2 separate regions of the Sus scrofa genome follow, and region 1 is linked to region 2. The links are chromatin contacts, called in public HiChIP or PLAC-seq maps. All regions are on one chromosome and are shown on one strand. The core of a region is the stretch at or near the end of the contact, and the rest is flanking DNA. Distances in the headings are between cores, read along the strand shown.

The links. HiChIP or PLAC-seq counts read pairs in DNA pulled down with a chosen protein or histone mark.
Region 1: a contact with region 2 is called in an H3K27ac HiChIP or PLAC-seq map of alveolar macrophages. The contact joins two enhancer-like sites. A contact is called at or near these places in 3 of 47 Hi-C or Micro-C datasets (embryonic fibroblasts, fibroblasts and liver) and 1 of 2 datasets of contacts at active chromatin or transcription factors (alveolar macrophages).

The regions. Positions count from the first base shown.
Region 1 is chr1:84,524,672-84,529,366 of Sscrofa11.1, forward strand. No RefSeq gene overlaps it. Among named protein-coding and RNA genes, the nearest start is that of FAM46A, 18 kb to the right of the region's middle. Within about 2 kb of position 1,485, at least 9 of the 83 cell types and tissues checked have an H3K27ac peak or open chromatin away from gene starts, as enhancers often do. A contact at or near this core is called in alveolar macrophages and liver, where this site is marked.
Region 2 is chr1:84,389,934-84,394,876 of Sscrofa11.1, forward strand. No RefSeq gene overlaps it. Among named protein-coding and RNA genes, the nearest start is that of RPL18, 14 kb to the left of the region's middle. Within about 2 kb of position 2,803, at least 31 of the 83 cell types and tissues checked have an H3K27ac peak or open chromatin away from gene starts, as enhancers often do. A contact at or near this core is called in alveolar macrophages and liver, where this site is marked.

The DNA.
Region 1 (4,695 bases), core at 235-2,734, 130 kb after region 2:
GTCTCCATGGGCTAAAATCCTCCCTCTAACCCCTACCATAGTTGTCTCCGTGGGCTAAAAATCCTCCCTCTAACCCCTACCATAGTTGTCTCCGTGGGCTGTTCCTCTCTGCTTCTCACTTCCATGTAGTGGCTCATTTTTCTTTGCTTCCCAGTGATCTATATTTAGATCTCTCTTCTTATAAATTTTACCTTCATCCATGTTTTACAGTATCATATATTAACTAGTGAAGTAGGCTAAAGAATGGGCTCCAAGGATATCAAGTTCCAATCCTTGGAATTTATAGATGTTAGCTGGTAGACAGGATTAAGACAACGGTCTTAACATGGAGAGAGTATCCTGGATTATTTTGCATTACGGAGAGGGGACTTCAGTGTTAACATTTGCCTCTTTAAAAGAGAGAGGGAGATGAAGTTTTGATCTAGAAAGCAGAGGAGAAGACAATGTGAGGCAGAGAGTGGAATAATGAGGTTGCAATCCAGGAAACACCGGCAGCCATCAGAAGCTGGAAGAGGCAAGAAACGGATTCTTCCCCAGGGTCTCCAGAGGGAGGGGGCGTGGCCTGCCAGCACCATGACTTGGGTCCCATGATACTGATTCTGGATTTTGGACCTCTGGCCCCCACAACTGTGAGAGAATATACTTCTGTTGTTTTAAAGTCCAAATTGAACAGCAGCCACAGGAAACTAACAATCAGAAAAACTAAAATCTACCTCTGTAGTTAACCTTTTTTCTGAGCACCAGATCGATAAAACCAAAAATTTCTGGACATCATCAGATTTCTCACTTAATGCTCGTGCTAACCATTACGGAATACTTGCAGTGTGCAGCATAAAGCCTTAGAGAAATATGATTTCATGTAATTCTCATTCTAATACTCACTCCAATCTGATGAGGTAAATGCTTTATTATCTTCATGTTAGAATAAGGGACTTAAGACACAAAGAATATAAGTAGCTGGACCAAGGTTGTAAAGATGGTAAGTATTAGAGCTGGATTTGCAGCCCAGTGTGATCTGGCGTCAGAGTCAATCAGTAACAGTGATCTGCTGCTTCAAATTATCTGATTTTGTGGGCTAGGCAGAGCTTGTGACACATCCAAGCAGCAGTGTCTAGACCCCTGAGGACAGATCACTTTAGATAAAAAATCTTGACAGAACCCCCACAGCCTACAAAGGCTTTGTCCAGTTCTTTGCAGTCATAGAAGGGGCAATTTGCTGCTCTTGTTCAAACAGCAAAGTATCTGAGGCTAGAACACTTCCCAAATCTTATGTAGTTTCAGAATTAGACCCTGCGTCATGAGGGTGCTTTGAGCATGAACTGAATTACTGTTGCCTTCTAAAAGCCTCATGTTTATTAACGAACTCTGTTCACAGAGTGCTATGGCTATCCTATTTCTATGGTCACTCGCCCTAGGTTGCTACTGGGCTCTGGGGCAAAACAGAGAAACTGAAACTGAAAGCATCACCCCATAGTATTTATAGTTTGACCTTGTGTGCCAAGTGTGATACATCTGGAGGCCCGGGACCCTGAGGTGTCCAGGAGGCCCCTCTTGGTTCTTCCCTTAGAGTCACTCTTGAAACGTGGACAGTAAGTACGATAGCTCCAGTATCTTTGTCACCTACTAGGTGCCCAGCAGCTACCCTATGCTATCCATTTAATCCTTTCCACATTTCTGCAAAGCAAGTATTATTGCCGTTATAGAGATGAGGAAACTGACGCTTAAGAGAGGTGAACTAATTTGTCCAAGTTCACAGACCTTTTTGGTGGCAGGGTAGAGCTAGGATTTAAAGGATCAGACAAAATTATTAAACTGGATTAAAGCATTTCTTAACATAATCTAAGTTGCTTCAGGTTGCCTTGGGTGGTGCTGGAGGAGGGGTAGGAGGGAAGAAGGTGCTTCCTGTTTCAGGAAGATGTCCCCTCCATTCTCCAGGGAGACAGATATCATGATTTCTGCCTCTGAGATTGCCTCTGCTTGTGCACAGAGGACTTTAGTGATAACACTTGTATTATTGTTTATGACATATGTATAAGTATCCACAGGTTACCAAGTATACCTTAGCATCAAAGAGTTCTTTCCACCAGTGGGGGAGGGTAGGAACCTGCCCTCATCCTCTAAATTCTGTCTTGGGATATAGACTTTGTGCAGAGGTGGATCTCCTAGGAAGCTAAAGACATTTAAATCTTTGGGGATTCTCATTTGTTCAGGCATATGCTTCTGCAACATTTGGAAAAGTGAAACAATTTAACCATATGCTATCTCTCTCTGTTTGGAATTCCTCTCCACCTCCCTTCACACTGGGTGGTGTCAGATGAGTTGAGGACACTTTGGGTATTTGGTGAATGGCGAATTGAACTGGGAATCCTTTTAGAGTGGGTTTGGTGGGATGTATTTATGTGGATTGCCATTGCTTCCAGGTGTAGCTAAGCTGGGTTACCTGACCTCATGCAGGAGCACTTTCAGAAATACTTCCACTGCCCACTCATATGGGGTCATGGAATAAGGACATAGGATTAGAGGTTTCAATGAGATCTGAGCATGCTCTTATAATGCCAGATGTATGTGGCTATACAGGATTAAAAAAGGTTCCAAATTGTTCAGAGCCAAAAGCTTCCTTATGGAAAGTTCTTCACATCATCCTACATGAAAAATTGTAGGCAAATCTCTGGTTCTCATGGATGAATGTGGTTAACTCAAAAGTTCTCTCCTATCAAGGAGATTCATGAGGGAGCAATCAGAGTTTGCAACCAAAAAACAAAACAAAAAAACAAGAAACGTACTAAAAATATACTAATATACCACAGGGGTATATCAGGAAGGTAATAAAAAAACATTATTTTTATGGAGTTTGTGATGTTTGTGGTATTTTCCAGCGTTTTAAGAATATATTTTGTGGAGATTTCTTATTTATTTATTTGTTTATTTGGCTGCCAATGGCATGTGGAAGTTCCCTCCTGGGTCAGGGATTGAACCCCACAGTGGTGACCCAAGCTGCTGCAAGTGCTCTTTTCTTTTTCTAATTAAATAATCACATTTGTATCTACTGCTTATTATCTTGTACTCTTTCTGTGAAAGAGGGCTCCTGCCATTGTGTAAGTTTCAGATCTCACAAATCTGATATCTGCCTCTATCCCTATGGCCCTTAAAAATGAACTAACTAATCAGATCCTTTGCAAATGGTAGTGGCAGAAGAAAGATGGAAGAATCCAGGCCTGTGGGCTGCCAGGGGAGTGGGCTTGGAATGTACCAGGGCCTTGGACTGTCTGGTTCTGGTGTGAACCATCAGGTCCCAGACACTGCCTGGCTCCCAAGCTTCACTAACACTGTCACTTTTTTTCCTGCAAGGCTGGTCTAATGAAGAGGCAGTTGCTGTCACTTTTTGGAATAGGGAAGCCTTCCCCAACTTGCTACCACATCGAATCTCTTCTCTACCTCCTACTAGGCTTCCAAGGTTTGACATACACACAGGCAGGACTTTCAGCACATGCACATGCGCTCCTATGTTCAGAAAGTTTTTCAGTCTTCAAGCAAAAAGTTCAAGCAAAGTTCTTCAGTCTTCAAACTTGCAAGCAATTTCATCGTAATCCAGTATCCCTTAGTGCTGAGGTTTAGGGGATGCTGAGGAAGATGCGGGCACCTCCATTTTTGAGCATCTCCTATGTCTCAGGCCTCATGCTGTGCACTACATCATGTCCACTCTCAGTTTATCCTCCAACAGAAGAGGCTTAGAAGGGCCACTGAACCTTGGCTGAACAAGATTTCATAGAGATTAGGGCACACAAAAAGTTAAATGACAAGTTAGGAGACAAGGGCTTAAAAAAAAATGGGGGGGCATCTCACCATCATGCCTTGGGCCAGCCCTGCTTTCTACTGTTTTTCCCCAACTCTCGTAAAATGCTGATTACTGCTTCTCCTAATTGCACAGGGCAGGGTAAAATACACTCTACATTACTTCAGATATTAAAAAGAAAAATAACCCCTTGGTGATGAAAGGATGTCCATCTAGCATAAGGAACATAATTGGGATTAAAAGCCAAATGACACCTGAATTTTGACAAAAATCAATTCTCGGGGGAGAAAGGGTTTTCAAAACAACTAGAACCAGACAGTTAAACATTAACTTTCAATGGTTTAGAGTGTTTAGGTTTTGCAATGGTGCGGTTTGGAAGCTCTCCAGCAGAAAAACTATTTTCTTTTAAGAGGAGAGCTCTCTGTAATATTTTCTTTGCTGAAATAATGTGATCCTTAGTGACGTCTTATATGACCCAAACTTTAAATGGACTCATTATTTTAGCTGACCTCATTCTTCCTAGGTTTTTACAGGTCAGCAATGAACTATCAACAGCTTCCTGATAATTAATCCTACTTACCCAAAGAACTGTTAGCCTTCTGGTCTTATCTATCTTAAGAGGAAGCTGTTATGTGCACCAGACTTCCTCAGTGAATAATACAAACCAAACTGAAATTTTGCAGAAAGCTCCAAGACTGTGAAGTTTGAGAATGAAAAAACAGATCAAAAATAATGCTGCTGCCTTCTTCAACTCCTTACTTGCTGAAATTCTGTGGTTTGTCTGGCACAGGAATGGCTTTACAGTACAGTCAGCAGCACAGCTTGTTGGGTCAAGAGAGAATTTCTGGGTGGCTTTATCAAAATGTATGGACATTCGGCACATGCAGTTAGTTGCCTGGGTG
Region 2 (4,943 bases), core at 1,553-4,052:
GGCATTAGTTAGTCTCAACTGTTTTAACATTTCTCCTTCCTTTTACTTAGGACATTGTTGATCGCTCAGAATTAGAGTTTCTTCTGCCCTGCCTCTCAGAGTGCTACAGGACGGACACAAATTTAATGTCTAAGGTCAAATTTAATGTCAAATTTAATGCTTAATGTCTCTCCACTGGGGAGATGGCCAATGGCCCTGCTAAGAGAAATTGTGGATGAGGTGGGTTCTCTCTCTTTCACAGGTGCCCCTGCTCCAGCTGTTTTGACTTTTCTTCATGCAATGAATGTGTCTATTTTTTGCTTTTTAGGGTTGCACCCACAGCACATGGAAGTTTCCAGGCTAGGGGTTGTTATATAGAGCTATAGCTGCGGGCCTGCACCACAGCCACATCAACCAGGGATCCCAGCCACGTCTGTGACCTACACCACAGCTCATGGCAACACTGGATCCTTAACCCACTGAGCGAGGCCAGGCACCGAACCCACATCCTCATGGTTACTAATGAGCTAGATCAGGAACTCCTGATTGTGTCTTTATTTGTTTTCACTGAATAAACAGGGTAGGTAGCTTCCATCTTACCTCCGAAGGACATCTTCAGTGACAGGGAGCTGTGAATTAGCTAGCAGAACGAACTAAATCTTCCTGAGGTTCCTTTCCACCTTGAGTACTTGGTGACTCCTAGATTTACTCTGCCCATTTGATGCAAAGTGCTGAACGATGGCGGGGCAAACATTGAAAGCAGCCGTAGCTGACCAAAACTGGTCTCAGCCTCCCATCTGAAAGTCAGGAGCAGGGAAACTCACCTTTTCTCAATACAAGAGAGCTAATGAACAGCGCACATGACATGCCATACAATAAACTTCCATCCCACCACCCCTGAGAGTAAACTGCATTTGAAGCATACTCTACAGGAGCCATCAGATACTTTGGAGAATCCAAGTAATTGGTTTTGAACTAATGGAGATGATCTAGTGGGGCTTGGAAACTGCAAATCAAACCAAGCAATAATGTTGGTTTAAGGAGTTAGATTGTAAACTTTAAAAAAAGTCGTTTTTAATCTGTATATAGATCGTTGTTGCCAATAAAAACCATTGGTATTTATTGATATATTGAAAAAAAGATGTTTGATCTTTTTTGATATATTAAAAAAAAGATTTTTTACTATCACCGGAAATTGTTTAACCAGGAATGGCTTGACTGCCTGGTGTTCTGTGTTGAGAAGGGTTCTGAGGCTGAGTTTGAATCAGAGGAAAAGAATATTACGGCTGAAAAATAACTGTTATAATAATAATAATAATAACAATAATAATAATGTGTACTTTATTCTCCCTTTATTTTGTGTTGGGTATATTTTCCCTGTTTTATTCATGAATTGAGTGCACATGGGCTAAATAACTTGCCAAAAATACATGGTAGACCTAGGATTCTGAGACTAAATCCCTCAGAAAAGACTACCAGTTCTTGTGGTACTGTGGACAAACATACAGCTTCTCAGGACCTTCGTCTTCTCATTTCTGTAGAGCTTAGGACTGCATTGCTTTCTAAACTCTCTTTCGGCTCAGATGGACATTCGTGTCTGAACAGTCCACTTAAATACCTCACACCCTGGCAAGCTTGCCCTCCTTTCAACTCCAGGAATATTCATTATAATTTGGCCATTCTGTGCTATTTGGGGAGCTACATGACTGGGTATCCTTTTATTCTAGACTCTGTTTCTCCAGATGCAAGGAAACGCTATGGAAGAGGAATGAATCCTTGCTACACTGCCTCTCCTACAGTAGCTGGCTTGGCCCCCGACACATGGCAAACATATGATAAACATTGGCGGATTGTGTGATATGGTTCAGGCCACCACACTGTCTTCTATTTTAACAGGCTGAACCTAGTATTTGCCACCGACCCAGGAGCAAACAGCTGGCTGTTTCTGAGTCAGTTCTACCTGGGGTGTGTTAAATCTGTGATCTAGAATTGAAGGTACCCTCTACCCCCCAGCCCTTGCTCCCGCCCCCTCTGACCATTATGAATGCCTGTTTATCTTCTTGCCTTCATCAACAGCAGCTATTCATTTAGCAGCCTGACTTAAGACATTCCATGTATATACTCAATGAAGGCTTTCTTTCACTATTATTTTTCTGCGGAGGGTAAAATGCTGTCTTGTTTTTCCAGTTCTCCTCCTAAGTGTGATGATTTAGATGTTCCTGCTGTTCATTGGCAGGTTTTCCGTTTCCTTCTAGCTTCTAGAAGAAGCTCCTAATAAGCCTCTTGCTTTTGAGGCTCCCAGTTCATTAATAACATAGAATTTCAGCAATGCCTGATGTTCCAGACCTTTAGCTCTTCCTTTTCCTTCCAAGAGAAAACAACAAACAAACAAGCAGGCAAAGGAAAACTTTCATTCGCTGCTGTCGCTGACTCTGTCCTGTCTGCCTTAAGATCTTAACAGAGAATTTATGCAAGAAACTCAGATTCAGTTTTGCAGTTAGGCTGAAGGCTTACATATTTGACCCCAGCTTTCAAAATGAGTCTGCTTCCGCATTTTTTTTTTCCTCTCTCTCTACCCCCCCCCCACCCCATGTGCAGTATTTTTCAATGGTACTTCATGCTTCTAAGTATGCTTTTTCCTTCTTTCTAATTAATATTGACCGGGTTCCCGAGTATACAGGGAAAAATTCTAGGGACTGTGTGGATGGAACGTAGAGAGGAAAATGTTCCTGCCCCATCCTTTCTGTTGGGCTTCTGGCTCTCAATGATGCCATTCATTCTCCCTGCCCTCTGGCCCCTTACACAACTTTCTCTCATTCACATGGGGCCAGAGAGCATCAATGCCCTTTTGTCCTACTTCCCTCAGAGCCTTGCTGTGGCTCAGAGCACAGCAGAGCTGTCGGCAGCACGGATGCCATTCCTGTCAAACCTGCTGTTTTTCGTGTCCTCTGATGAACCAGCAGTCTGTACAACGGTGTCTTCCCAGAGCACGTTTTCTGAATGTGAGGCCTGACTGTCTGTCTTCAGGTTCTGCTGGTTAGGAGGCAGGGCTGAGCAGAGAGCCAGGCCTGCACCCCTCTGTGGGTCCCTCAGCCCCTTGGTCAATTCACCTTCCAGTTCTCACATATCCTACCCCAGCCGTGACTGTGGTTCTCATTTTTCTGACTTCTGGATGTCTTTTTTTTTTTTTTTTCCCTGTTTTTGCGTCAGGGCTTACAAATTCCTGTACCTCAAAAATACAGAGAGATAACTGCCCAGACACACAGACACACACACACACAGACACACAAATACATTTCTGCCTCCTCTAAACACGCATATCCGTATGCTTATCCTCCTATCCATGTTCACAGATGCATGCTGAGCCTGCCCCAGTGCTCTTGCCCAGGCATGAAGGATGTATTATTTGCTCTTTGAGAAATTCTAAGTTTCATTTCTTGTGAAATAGTCTTGGGCTTCAGACTCAAGTCCAATATGTGTGAGTCATACAGATTAGAGAGATGGGTTCCGCGAATCTGTGAGGTAACTGCAAGCTCTTCCCAGCCTTCCTGGACGTCTCCCCATCTCATCAACTGTGGGACGTTGGGAGTGATAGCATTGCCTGTCATAAACTTTAATTATACAAGCTGGAGGCATTTACGAGCTTTCTTCTAAAAGACAGAAAACTAGAGATGCCAGTTCTTTTAGGTTCGGAGGTACTCAGCACTGCTCCACTTGCAGGTATAGACATTTTTTTTCCCTTCCAAATGTTTCCCTCTTGAAATTTGGAAAGTTGAAGCTTTGAGTTAACCCAAAATTCACTAATGGGGATTTGTCCTTATCTGTGACTTCAGAGAGTGAACTTTTTTCTTTTCTTGTCATGGAAGCACATTCAGGAATTGTTCCTTGCCTTTATTTTCCTAAACAGTTATTGAAAGTTCATTCCATTGTGCTGAATACAACAGTGTTCAAGACTTCACAGCACAAAGATGCAGTTTATTACCTCCTAGGTATTATCTAATATGTTGAAGAGAGATGAGAGCTTTCCCCAATCCCCTCCATCTCCCTGACCCCTGTCCCCAGTTTTAGGAACTTCTTCCAATTTATTTGCTGGGCCCCTTGACTCTCCGACCCCATTTCTAACTTGACTTCAGCTGTATTCTCAACTTGCTTGTTAGTACCTATTGAGCACTTAACTATATGTTAGACTAGTGCTAGGGATAAAAAGATCACTAAGAAGCGATTCTGCCTTAGTTAAACCCAGGTTCTGGGGTAGTGGGGGGTGGATTTGGGGAGGGGGTCACATGTGCACACTTAATATATAATATAATGTGCTTAAATCTCTAGGAGGAGGAGTTCCTGTCATGGCTCAGAGAAAATGAATCCATGAGGACACAGGTTCAATCCCTGACCTCGCTCAGTGGGTTAAGGATCCGGCATTTCCTTGAGCTGTGGTGTAGGTCACAGACACGGCCTGGATCTCACATTGCTGTGACTGTGGTTGACAGCTGCAGCTCCAATTCAACCCCTAGCCTGAGATCCTCCATATGCTGAGGTGCAGCCCTAAAAAGACAAAAAAAAAAAAAAAAATCTCTGAGAGGAAAGAAATCTATTTAGTGGGACACCCCATGTGAAAGTTTCGAACTCTGCTTAGGGGTGTCTGTTGGAAAAAAAAGGCATTATGAAGGATATTTGAGTTAGCTTTGAAGAATGAGCAACAGCTCACCACAACCTGGTGAGGAGAAGGGCATTTCAGACAGGCCAGGTGACCATTCATTCAAACGTTTATTATTTATTTATTTATTTATTTAAAGTTCATAAGCTCTGTAGTGATACCATTTTTAAATTAAAGTATAGTTGATTTACAATGTTGTGCCAGTTTCTGCTCTACAGCAAAGTGACTCAGTCATACACATATATACATTCTTTTCAAACACTTATTGGCCTTGAGTAGGCCAGGCTGGTTTGAAGAAGGTAAGAAAATT